Regions from separate parts of the Bombyx mori genome. Here region 1 is linked to region 2. The links are chromatin contacts, called in public Hi-C maps. All regions are on one chromosome and are shown on one strand. The core of a region is the stretch at or near the end of the contact, and the rest is flanking DNA. Distances in the headings are between cores, read along the strand shown.

Evidence for each region. Hi-C and Micro-C count contacts between places; a contact is called where the count stands out from the background.
Region 1: a contact with region 2 is called in a Hi-C map of midgut, with 2.1 times the contacts expected there. The contact joins the enhancer-like site here to the promoter of LOC101746840 in region 2. A contact is called at or near these places in 3 of 7 Hi-C or Micro-C datasets (middle silk gland, midgut and whole pupa).

Annotation. Positions count from the first base shown.
Region 1 is chr8:3,314,950-3,319,889 of ASM3026992v2, forward strand. It overlaps a transcript of LOC100500932 not described here. Among protein-coding and RNA genes, the nearest start is that of LOC100500932, 23 kb to the left of the region's middle. Within about 2 kb of position 2,087, at least 8 of the 8 cell types and tissues checked have open chromatin away from gene starts, as enhancers often do.
Region 2 is chr8:3,268,054-3,273,007 of ASM3026992v2, forward strand. It overlaps LOC101746840 (DNA-directed RNA polymerase I subunit RPA1), which reads left to right and starts at 2,305. Exons shown (of 3, transcript XM_004925124.5): 1 at 2,305-2,500; 2 at 2,589-4,954. The coding sequence starts at 2,598. It overlaps LOC101736521 (SUZ domain-containing protein 1), which reads right to left and starts at 1,690. Exons shown (of 3, transcript XM_004925134.5): 1 at 1,548-1,690; 2 at 1,160-1,455. The coding sequence starts at 1,658.

The DNA of each region.
Region 1 (4,940 bases), core at 837-3,336, 47 kb after region 2:
CCAGTAAGAATGGTTTTCATGTTTTCGGGTGGTGATGACATTCACGTTGTAGTCTCCAAACATTTAACCACAGCCAAGCTGTGACCTTGGTCACCCGTGTTAATGTTAAGTCGAGTTTTCTACCTAGTGTTCCAACAACTTTGCTAATAAAAATCGTTAACTTTAACAAAAAGGTTTTCTGTAAGCGGAATGAAAATTCAAATTTTTCGTTTTTCATTTACATTTTTTCTCATATTTAGTTATAGTCCTAAAAAAATTTAAAGCAAAATACATATAAAAAATACCTCCAATAAACATACTTTCTGTAAGCGAAATGAAAATTTAAAAGTAGAATTTTTCATCAACATTTTGTCTCGTACTGATTTATCATCTAAGCAATAAATAAAAAAAAAATAAAAAAAAAACCTAAAACTTCGAAAACCAAAAAAATAAAAAACACGTTTCGCAAAACGCAAAACGTTTTCCGAAACAAGAAACGGAAAGTTGAATGACCGATCCCCTAAAGAGCAGCTATTCATTGGGTATTAATCGAACAAACAATCTAGGTACCTACTTAAAAAAAAACATAACGTGCGAAACACGTTCATTCACTGTTCATACTATGAACAACACCTTTTTTTTTTTTCCTACCTAAGCTGGTAGCCTAGAGAGGCTATTCCAGCGTAACTGTAACTAGTAGGTGAGCTCACGGGGCTCAAACCAGACGACGATGCTAACACGAACCCTAGCAAGAGCCGTGCTTCGCAGAATCTACCACCGGATCGGAAACGCGACCCACTGAGAAGATCCGGCGAGAAACTCAGTGGGCTGTGTCTGAGAGTTAATTTACTCGTCGAGCCCTTCGACGGGTTCGACGAGAACGGTGACCGGTGCTTGAAGTACCTAGAAGCACAGTTAGTGGATCGGGAGGATCCGAGATGACGGAACAACACCATGGAACGTCAAATTCTTACGTATTTGTAAAAATAAAGTGGTACATTAATACAAATTTTAATAAAAGAAATGAATAGTTTTATTGATTACATCTTAGTCGATAGGAAATGAAAGTCAATTGGTTGCACTGGAATTATTCAAATCCCTTAGCTACAGTCATTACAGCTACAGTCACATCTTTGTGGGATTAAAGGAAACTTCAATTTGGAACAAATCAGTTATTAATTCAATCGGTTACTTTAGGCTAAGTTTTTTTTGGGGCCACAAGCTCCTCGATTGGCGTCCTATGTAAAATATCTGTGTGAGAATGCTAAAGTCCATAGATAATATAGGTACTTAATATTTGAAGTCTCAGACTAAGCGCAATTACAGTTCTTGATCGTGCCGCGTTTATTCTCGGCAGACTCTACCCCGTGGTTTGTAAGCGGAGTAAAATGTCCTGGTGAAACTGGAAAGGCCTCCGAGCCACCAGTAATACTTTAATCATAATAAAAAACTAAGCGCAACGCAATGCCGGCCAAAACCATGCTACGACGACGGACATCGCGGCCGCGAAAAAAAACTTCAAAATATTTCAGCTTATAATTTCAACAAACGTACCACAGATCAACTGTTAACGAAATGTAGAACTTGGTAACCATACTATGAAGTCAACATTCTATGTCTTTTACAAAGCTAATTAGGTACCAGCAAAGCGACAAGGTCAAAATTAGACAAATTTTCTAACTTTTGCCTATCTATTGTAGGTACCTTTTTATTTTTTTTTTAACGCTGGGGAATCCATTTACGGATACCCGGTCGAGGGGGGTAACGGACCGGGTTATGTCGGTTATTGTAGGTACCTACTGGTTTTATTTCCTCGTCACATAATCAAACTCTCTACGAAATATGTACATATAACTAGTTGATATAAAAGATTATAAATCAAGATTAATCTTCAATCTATGTCTATCTTATAGCAATCATAGTTCAATCAAGAACAAAGTGTATGATGATGTCCTATGATCAAAAAAAAAAAAAAAAATTCAATAGTTTGTAATTTTCGTCACAACTAGCGACATCTCGCGAAGAAAATGAAAAGCTATGTAAGAGCCATCTATTCTCTTTGGCAGACAGAAATAAATCATTCAAATAAATTTTGCTGTAACAAGGCGTCGAGGCTACTCATCCACACTAATAGATGGCGTTACTTTAAAACAAAAATATTAAGAGTGGCAGTAGTACCAACATTTTTCATTAATTGTTTCATAATTTTGATCTGTACTAAAAACATAATTTATCAGTTTTACTAAAATTATTAAATTAAGAAACTTGCGTTGCAAATTGAAAGGTTTTCTTTAAAATAATATGTATATAACAACAAGGTCAAGGCGTTTTTATGTCCGCCTTTTTCAACGTCTTCGAGTTTTTTTTTTCTACCTATATGCTGGTAGTCTAGGGGTCTATTCCTGCTACTTTCGGACTGGTAGGTGAGCTCACGGACTCAACCTAAGAGAATTTGCTAACACTAACATCCGACATTTACCGGGCGACGGCGGTTTTGCGTTGTCTCGTCGCCTGTGTCGGATATGTAATTAACGGGGGCCACAATAAGAGGATTATCGTGTCGCGCCGCTTAGTCGTAGTAGCATTCTGACTCTACCTTAAAGATACTAATTTAACGTATCAGTTCTAAATTCATATCGTCGTGAAAGTCAATATTCCTCACGTACCACGGTGCTCCGACGGCTATCCTGCAGAAACGGGATTGGATGACCCGGAGGGAGTTTATGTGCATGCGGGTCGCGTGAGCGAACACTACACTTACATAAGTCATGAACGTCTTAAAGGTGTCAACAATACGAACATTGTAAATATATAAAAAGATGTGTGGTGTCGTGGGACAACGGATAGGAACGAAGTTCCTTATTATAAAAATATTAATTTTAAGTTCTATTCGAGGTATAAAGAAAATAAAAGTGGAGTTTTCGCAACAACCCACGGTCATTCGTAACGTGCGAACTTATTGTGGTACACTTCATTCACGGTTGTTTGCATAAGAGCTAGTGTATTGCGCAAACGAACGCTCTGAGATCGTAATCAATGAATGATATACAAATATGTTATTTTTTGTACGTTATTACAAAGTTAAGTCGTACACTGTGTGCATTACTAATAAAAATCTTACGTTACGGACGTTTTTTCCCGGTTAGGGTACCCCTCCGCATCGTCCCATAAGGAACTTCGTTCCAAAATTGAATTATTTAGAACTGGTGCTTTAGCCCTTACTACGTAACCTATAGAAACACAATTAAATACTTATATGAATCTTTTATGTTCGGTGAACAAACCTAAATTTCTTCACGGATGTCATACTCATTCAACCGGTACCCTAACGATTAATGAAGACAAATGACCTTTTCAATCGTACACTTAACACTTACCTAAGTACCTAATGTGTTTAGTGATTGAATAAAGATCGCACGCGCGGGACCTTATTGTTAGGAGCGGATGTCGACCGTTTGTAGTTTTTATCGCCCACGCCTATCGACCCATTTGTACCTAGGACGTACAGGACACTACAATAGCCGTGGGAATAAACAGAATGCAATTACGTGGTAATTTTGTTTTTTTTTTCTATCCTGCAACTTAGCGATCTGTTTCTTCAAAAACAATAATCTAATTTAATTTTTTATTTTATTGCTAGATGGGTGGACGAACACACAGCCCACCTGGTGTTAAGTGGTTACTGGAGCCCATAGATATCTACAACGTAAATGCGCCACCCACCTTGAGATATAGGTAAGTTCTACGATCTCAGTATGTGAGTCGTCTATTATCAAAGGTGGCAATCTGTGCATTTGGACAAATTTTTTTTATTGATATGTCAATTCAGATTGATTTGAATATAATCGTCTCCTTCAAAGAATACGGTTCAAAACCTGCATTAAATAAAGGTTAATAGTTAACCTGTTATTTATCTAAGATGTCGTTCCGAAGAGTTTTGTGACTGCCAATGGAATACAAAGTCAATAATTCGTTTTTCTGATTTACCAATCATTGTCCAAAAGTCAGATTGCCGGCTTTGATAATAGACGACTCATGTATGAGTTGTGTCCCTAGTGGTACAATTCTCATTTCCTGTCTGCTCGTAATAAAATAAAAATATGTTTTACATGACGATGTTTGTTATAACGATATAGTGTAGGGAAGGTACTCAATGATCGAAGCTCAGCCGTAAACACTGACACCTCAAGATTTACACATCGATTTCTTAGATTAAATATACCCTTTTGTTTATTAATTAATATAATAAACAAAGGGGTAAATAAATTTAAAAAGAAAAACAGTATTTATCAATAATTTTCATGTGGGTACTAGATTTTCGCTTTTATTTCACAATTTCATTAGTTGTATTGCCAATTAAAACTGACTATTTCAAAATTGTTTTTAATTAATGATGAACGATAGCACTGGAGCCCGTATTGACGGGCCGAATTAAATTAAACAACAGAAGAAAAATCGATTAACAAGCCAAGGAGAAACCAGTACTCGGCTGTTCGGTCTTCATTTAAAGAAAAAAAAAACATAAAAAATTGACCATAGACAATAAATGTAGGTATGAGAGTATTTTTCACAACCCTCGATGCCTAATCCACCTACCTACTAACTACCTAGTCCACAAACCACAGCTCATAGAATAAGCAAGCGATGAGATGGCCTAGAGCAGTTTCGAAGTGTATACATACTCAACAGGAGGACATCACGACCGGTAGATATGAAGGAAAAGAGCCGAAGACCAAACTCAGCTCAAAGTATTGCGATACCGAATTTCTGTTTAAAATCAAAAGGGCATAAACCTTATATCCCAAGAGCCCGCGACAGCCAGACCTTCGTTATTTTATAAAAGCTGAAAGTTTCTCTGTGTATGTCTCCAACACAGGTAAGAACGACCCGCGATTATAGAGTTCCGATTGTGGTTACTTGGGCAGGTAACAGGCAGTAAAGGTATATAAAATAGTACCTTA
Region 2 (4,954 bases), core at 1,055-3,554:
AAGAAAAGTTTACATTGATGTCTAATGATGCAGTTTTGGTAATTTATTTACCATTAGATACAATAATATTATAATTGCCAAAATTTATCTTATGCATTATATAAACAATTATGGGTTTGTATTTAAATTAAGACAATTACTTCAAATCATTATTGTTATCTCAGAGAGCTTCCTGTTAGAAACATCAGTAGAAAGTTAATGAATTTGTTTGTGATTTTCTATAATTTGCTAACAGCTTAAAACAATACCTATCTGATTCTAGAGGGGACTTTAACCACGAAACAACAAAAAATAAACTATATTTTATACTCTATGTAACAATGTACAATATTATGTTTGCAATATGTGTTGCATATATCTTTTTTACCTTCATGTTACCATAAACAATACTAAAAATTAATAAATCCAATTTTCCTTCTTTACTAAGATTAATATACTCTAAAAAAAAAATTGTATTAATTTTAAATTCAAATTAAGATATGTTTATTAAATAACCATTCGTTTTTTGGTTGCTTTAAACCTGTCATTTTATATGTATTAAATTTTCTATTATTTTATCACAATTTTCAATTCTATATGAAAATACACAAAACATACATAAATAATTTCATCAATATTTTTGTATTTTGTAGACCTAAACGAAGATCTTGTAGGGGTGAAATTCCTCAGTAGACCTTGTATTTTTGTAAACATATCTTCAAAATGTTATTAGCATGACTTAGGCATCTGTGAAATATCTTCTGTACTATATTGTAGCTATTATTAGCTAACACTACAAGTATATTTTGAAAGTCATTATGTCAAGGTGATATATATATTGTATTAACTTAAAAATCAATATTTTAATGGAATAAGAAGTCACATAAAATACTGTTTTAAGTTACATTTAAGTTCCCTATTTCATATTTTAATTCTGCTCAGTATGGCTGACTGAAATAATCACCAATAATTTACTAAGTTTATGTGTGTATTATAAGTACATCAGTTGTGAACCTAGGTAACTAACTTTGTTTCGAAAACAATACCATCCCTAGAAGGTTTAAATAGAATAAAAATGGATATTCAATGATTCAAAATACATTCGCATAATGTAAATCTAAGCAGCTTCACTTATGGTGAACTTGTTTCAATAATTTCTTAAATATTACAGTGTACTTACTTATCATCAATAATATCTTCAGGACTCCGAGCCTCGCCTAGGATCCTGAGACGAGCCTGTTCATACTCCTTTTGCCTCTGCTCTAGAGTTTTGACCGGTCGGGCACGATTCTCTCCGTTTAACTGCCCACTGCCAGAAGATGATGGCCTTTTTAGTATGCGAATAGCAGGCTCCGGCATCATGCACTGCGATCCGATACACGCGTTCTCTTCAACAGTAACCTTGCAATCCCTTAGAGAAATAGCTGGCGGGTTTTCTGTGGGACTCTCACTGTTTAACCTGATATTCTGTTCCAGCTGAAATGTAGATATTTTATGTATATAGCTCGTCGACAAATGCCTTGTCCTTGAATGGGGTCGAAGACTGGGGCCTGAACGTTAAAACTTACACCAATAATTTCATCCATATCTTCCCAACTTTCACATACGTCAACTTCATCCTGGGCCGCCATGTTGACTGACAACCATAGATTCTTCATTCTTCCTTGTTTTATGTACATTTTTCAATATGGCAATCAAGATAATTTGAAAATGATGGTTTTGTTTTACTTAATACTACGAATAAATAATAAGACTTAATAATACTGAAATAAGAGAATCAAAGTGAGCTATAAAACCTTAACAAAAATTAAGCTGAATATACCTTTTATAAACTGATTCAAATGAATAATTATGTTAAAAGTAAAAATACCAATTACTCGAAACGTAATTAAGTCTACCTTTTTTGTACTGTAGTTTTTTTATTGTTTTAGAAATCTCTAGAGGCTCTATGTTGAGTTAAGAAATTTAAGATATTTAATGACTAGAGTAGATAGTGACAGTGTAATATACAAGTCCTCACATGTTTACGTAGTCCAATTTAATTTCGTCAATATAACCTGAAATTATTTGATTATTGATTGCATTTTCTTATTAGCTTTAAATAACATACTTTTTTGTAATTTTGTAGTGCTTACAGTTCTTTCGTCCTTTTTTAGTTCTCTATCTTATTCTAATAACTTTCAGCGCCTTTTTTAAATTTACCCGGTTGCTACTGTAACGCCACCCTTATTTACTAGATTATATTATCATTTTTCAAAATTAAGAATGTAAATTAAAATAAGATATGACTTAAATGTCTTAGTTACCAGATCATAAAATCCCTTAAAAAAGCCATAGACAAAGTACACATAGATTGTCATTTGTCTATAATATAAAAATCCAGAGAATGTTGAAATCATAGACCTTGTTGAAATTAGGTTCACAATATATTTCAAAATATAGGAAATAAACAAAGATAATAAATATGAAAATCGATACGATATAAAGTAACTTATGAATATACCTGTCTTGCTATTCACATGTAAGTTTCTCATACCGAATTAATACTAATTTACTGAATAGGTTATGTTATCATGCCTTCAAATAACTCAATTTGTTTTTCTTCACAGAAATACAATATGGCTTTTAAATCGGCGTTTCCATCATCAACGTCTGGGTTGCCCTCCGTCGAACCCGAACACATACAGTTTCTTATGTTCACTGATGAAGATATAAAAAAATTGAGTGTAACAAAGATAACACAAATCCAATCGTTTGACGCCATCGGTAACCCTACTAAGGGAGGCCTGTACGATTCTGCACTAGGACCACTAAGGGACAGGAACGATAACTGTGAGACATGTAACAATTCGTTACTGCATTGCCCTGGACATTTTGGACACATCGAACTGCCCCTCGTGGTAATTAATCCACTCTTTACAAAAAGTATTTACATGCTATTCCGTATAAGTTGTCTCAAATGTTTTAGAATACAACTTGACGATCGCTTAAAGTCGCTATTGAAACTGCAATTGGATCTAGTAGATGCAGGGCATATAACAGCAGCTTTAGACCTTGATTACTATGTAAGTGAAACATACAGTAGTAAGGAGTCTCCGGACAAACCAAATAAAACTATAAGAAAGTATAGAAAACTTTTGAAAACAAAAGATGTAATTGTGGAAACATTTCACAGTAAAAACACTGATAAAATTAGAAGTAAAATAATAACCGGCTATTTTAGGAGCATGAATATTGTAAAAAAATGTATGTTTTGTATGGCCAAACTAATAAAAGTTAATACATCCGAAGGTAAAATAATGTATAATTTGAGTGCTGAAGGTTCAACACCAGGAACAAAAGGCATTAAAATATTGATGCCAGACGAAATCAGACGATTTTGTGTGGACATTTCAAAAAATGATGAAGATCTGTTAAAATATTGTTTCCCTGTATTGAAACATACATCTGCTAGTCCAGCAATAAATATATTTTTCATGGAAATTGTGCCTGTGTTACCTCCGTGTGTAAGACCCTGCAATATCTTGAGAGGAGAACTGATTGAGCATCCTCAAACTAATGTTTATAAAGCCATATTGTTACACTCCTATGCTGCTAGAGTCATTTTACAAGTTCTCTCAGCCTCAAATCAACAAAAGGCTCAAGACTGCTTAGATACAGCACCAAGACAAGCATATGAGGCTGTTCAAGGTAAAACACCAGCTGAAAAATTACATGTTGCGTGGCAGGACCTACAAAAGAGTGTTAATCATTTACTGAATTGTGAAGGTATGGGAGCATCAAGTCAAGGTCTTAAACAGATACTGGAAAAGAAAACTGGCTTAATAAGGATGCACATGATGGGCAAAAGAGTGAATTTTGCTGCAAGATCTGTCATTACCCCAGATCCCAATGTCGACATAGATGAAATAGGCATCCCAGATGCTTTTGCCACAAAACTAACATATCCCGTCCCGGTTACGGAATGGAATGTTGATGAGCTACGTAAAATGGTAATCAATGGACCCAATAAACATCCAGGAGCAGAGAAATTAGAGATTGGGAACGGTAGAATAATTAGAATACCTGCTGACTCTATACAAAAACGGAAAAGTCTTGCAAAACGCCTTCTGACACCTGATGAGTACAAAACCACCGGCTTAAAGACAGTTCACAGACATTTGGTGAATGGTGACATTTTGATCCTTAACCGGCAGCCTTCTTTACATAAGCCCAGTATGATGGCTCATCGAGCAAGGATATTAAAAGGAGAGAAGACCCTTCGACTACACTATGCTAACTGCAAATCGTACAATGCTGACTTTGATGGAGACGAAATGAATGCCCATTTCCCACAAGACGAAAATGCAAGAAGTGAAGCATACAACATAATGTCTGTTACAAAGCAATATCTAGTACCTAAAGATGGCACACCTCTAAGCGGTTTGATCCAAGATCATGTTATATCTGGTGTAAAAATGTCACTTAGAGGTACTTTTTATAATAAGTCAGATTACCAGCAGTTGGTATTTCAAGCTCTCTCAAATCACAGAGGTAAAATCCAGCTGTTACCTCCTACCATACTGAAACCTATTGTACTGTGGTCAGGTAAACAAGTTCTATCTACAATAATTATCAACACAATACCTAAAGGGAAACCATGCCTTTCGTTAACTGGTAAAGCCAAAATCAGTGCGAAAGCCTGGCAGAAAGAAGAACCGAGACAGTGGAATGGCGGTGGCAGCCCATTTACCAATCCGAATACCATGACTGAAGCTGAAGTTATTATCAGAAAAGGTGAACTATTGTGTGGAGTACTAGATAAAACTCACTATGGAGCCACACCCTATGGCTTAGTCCACTGCATGTATGAATTGTATGGTGGGGAATGCTCTAGTGCATTATTGAGTTCTTTTTCTAAAGTCTTCACCTTTTATTTACAATGGATGGGGTTCACTCTCGGTGTCAAAGATATTCTAGTTGTCAAAGAGGCGGA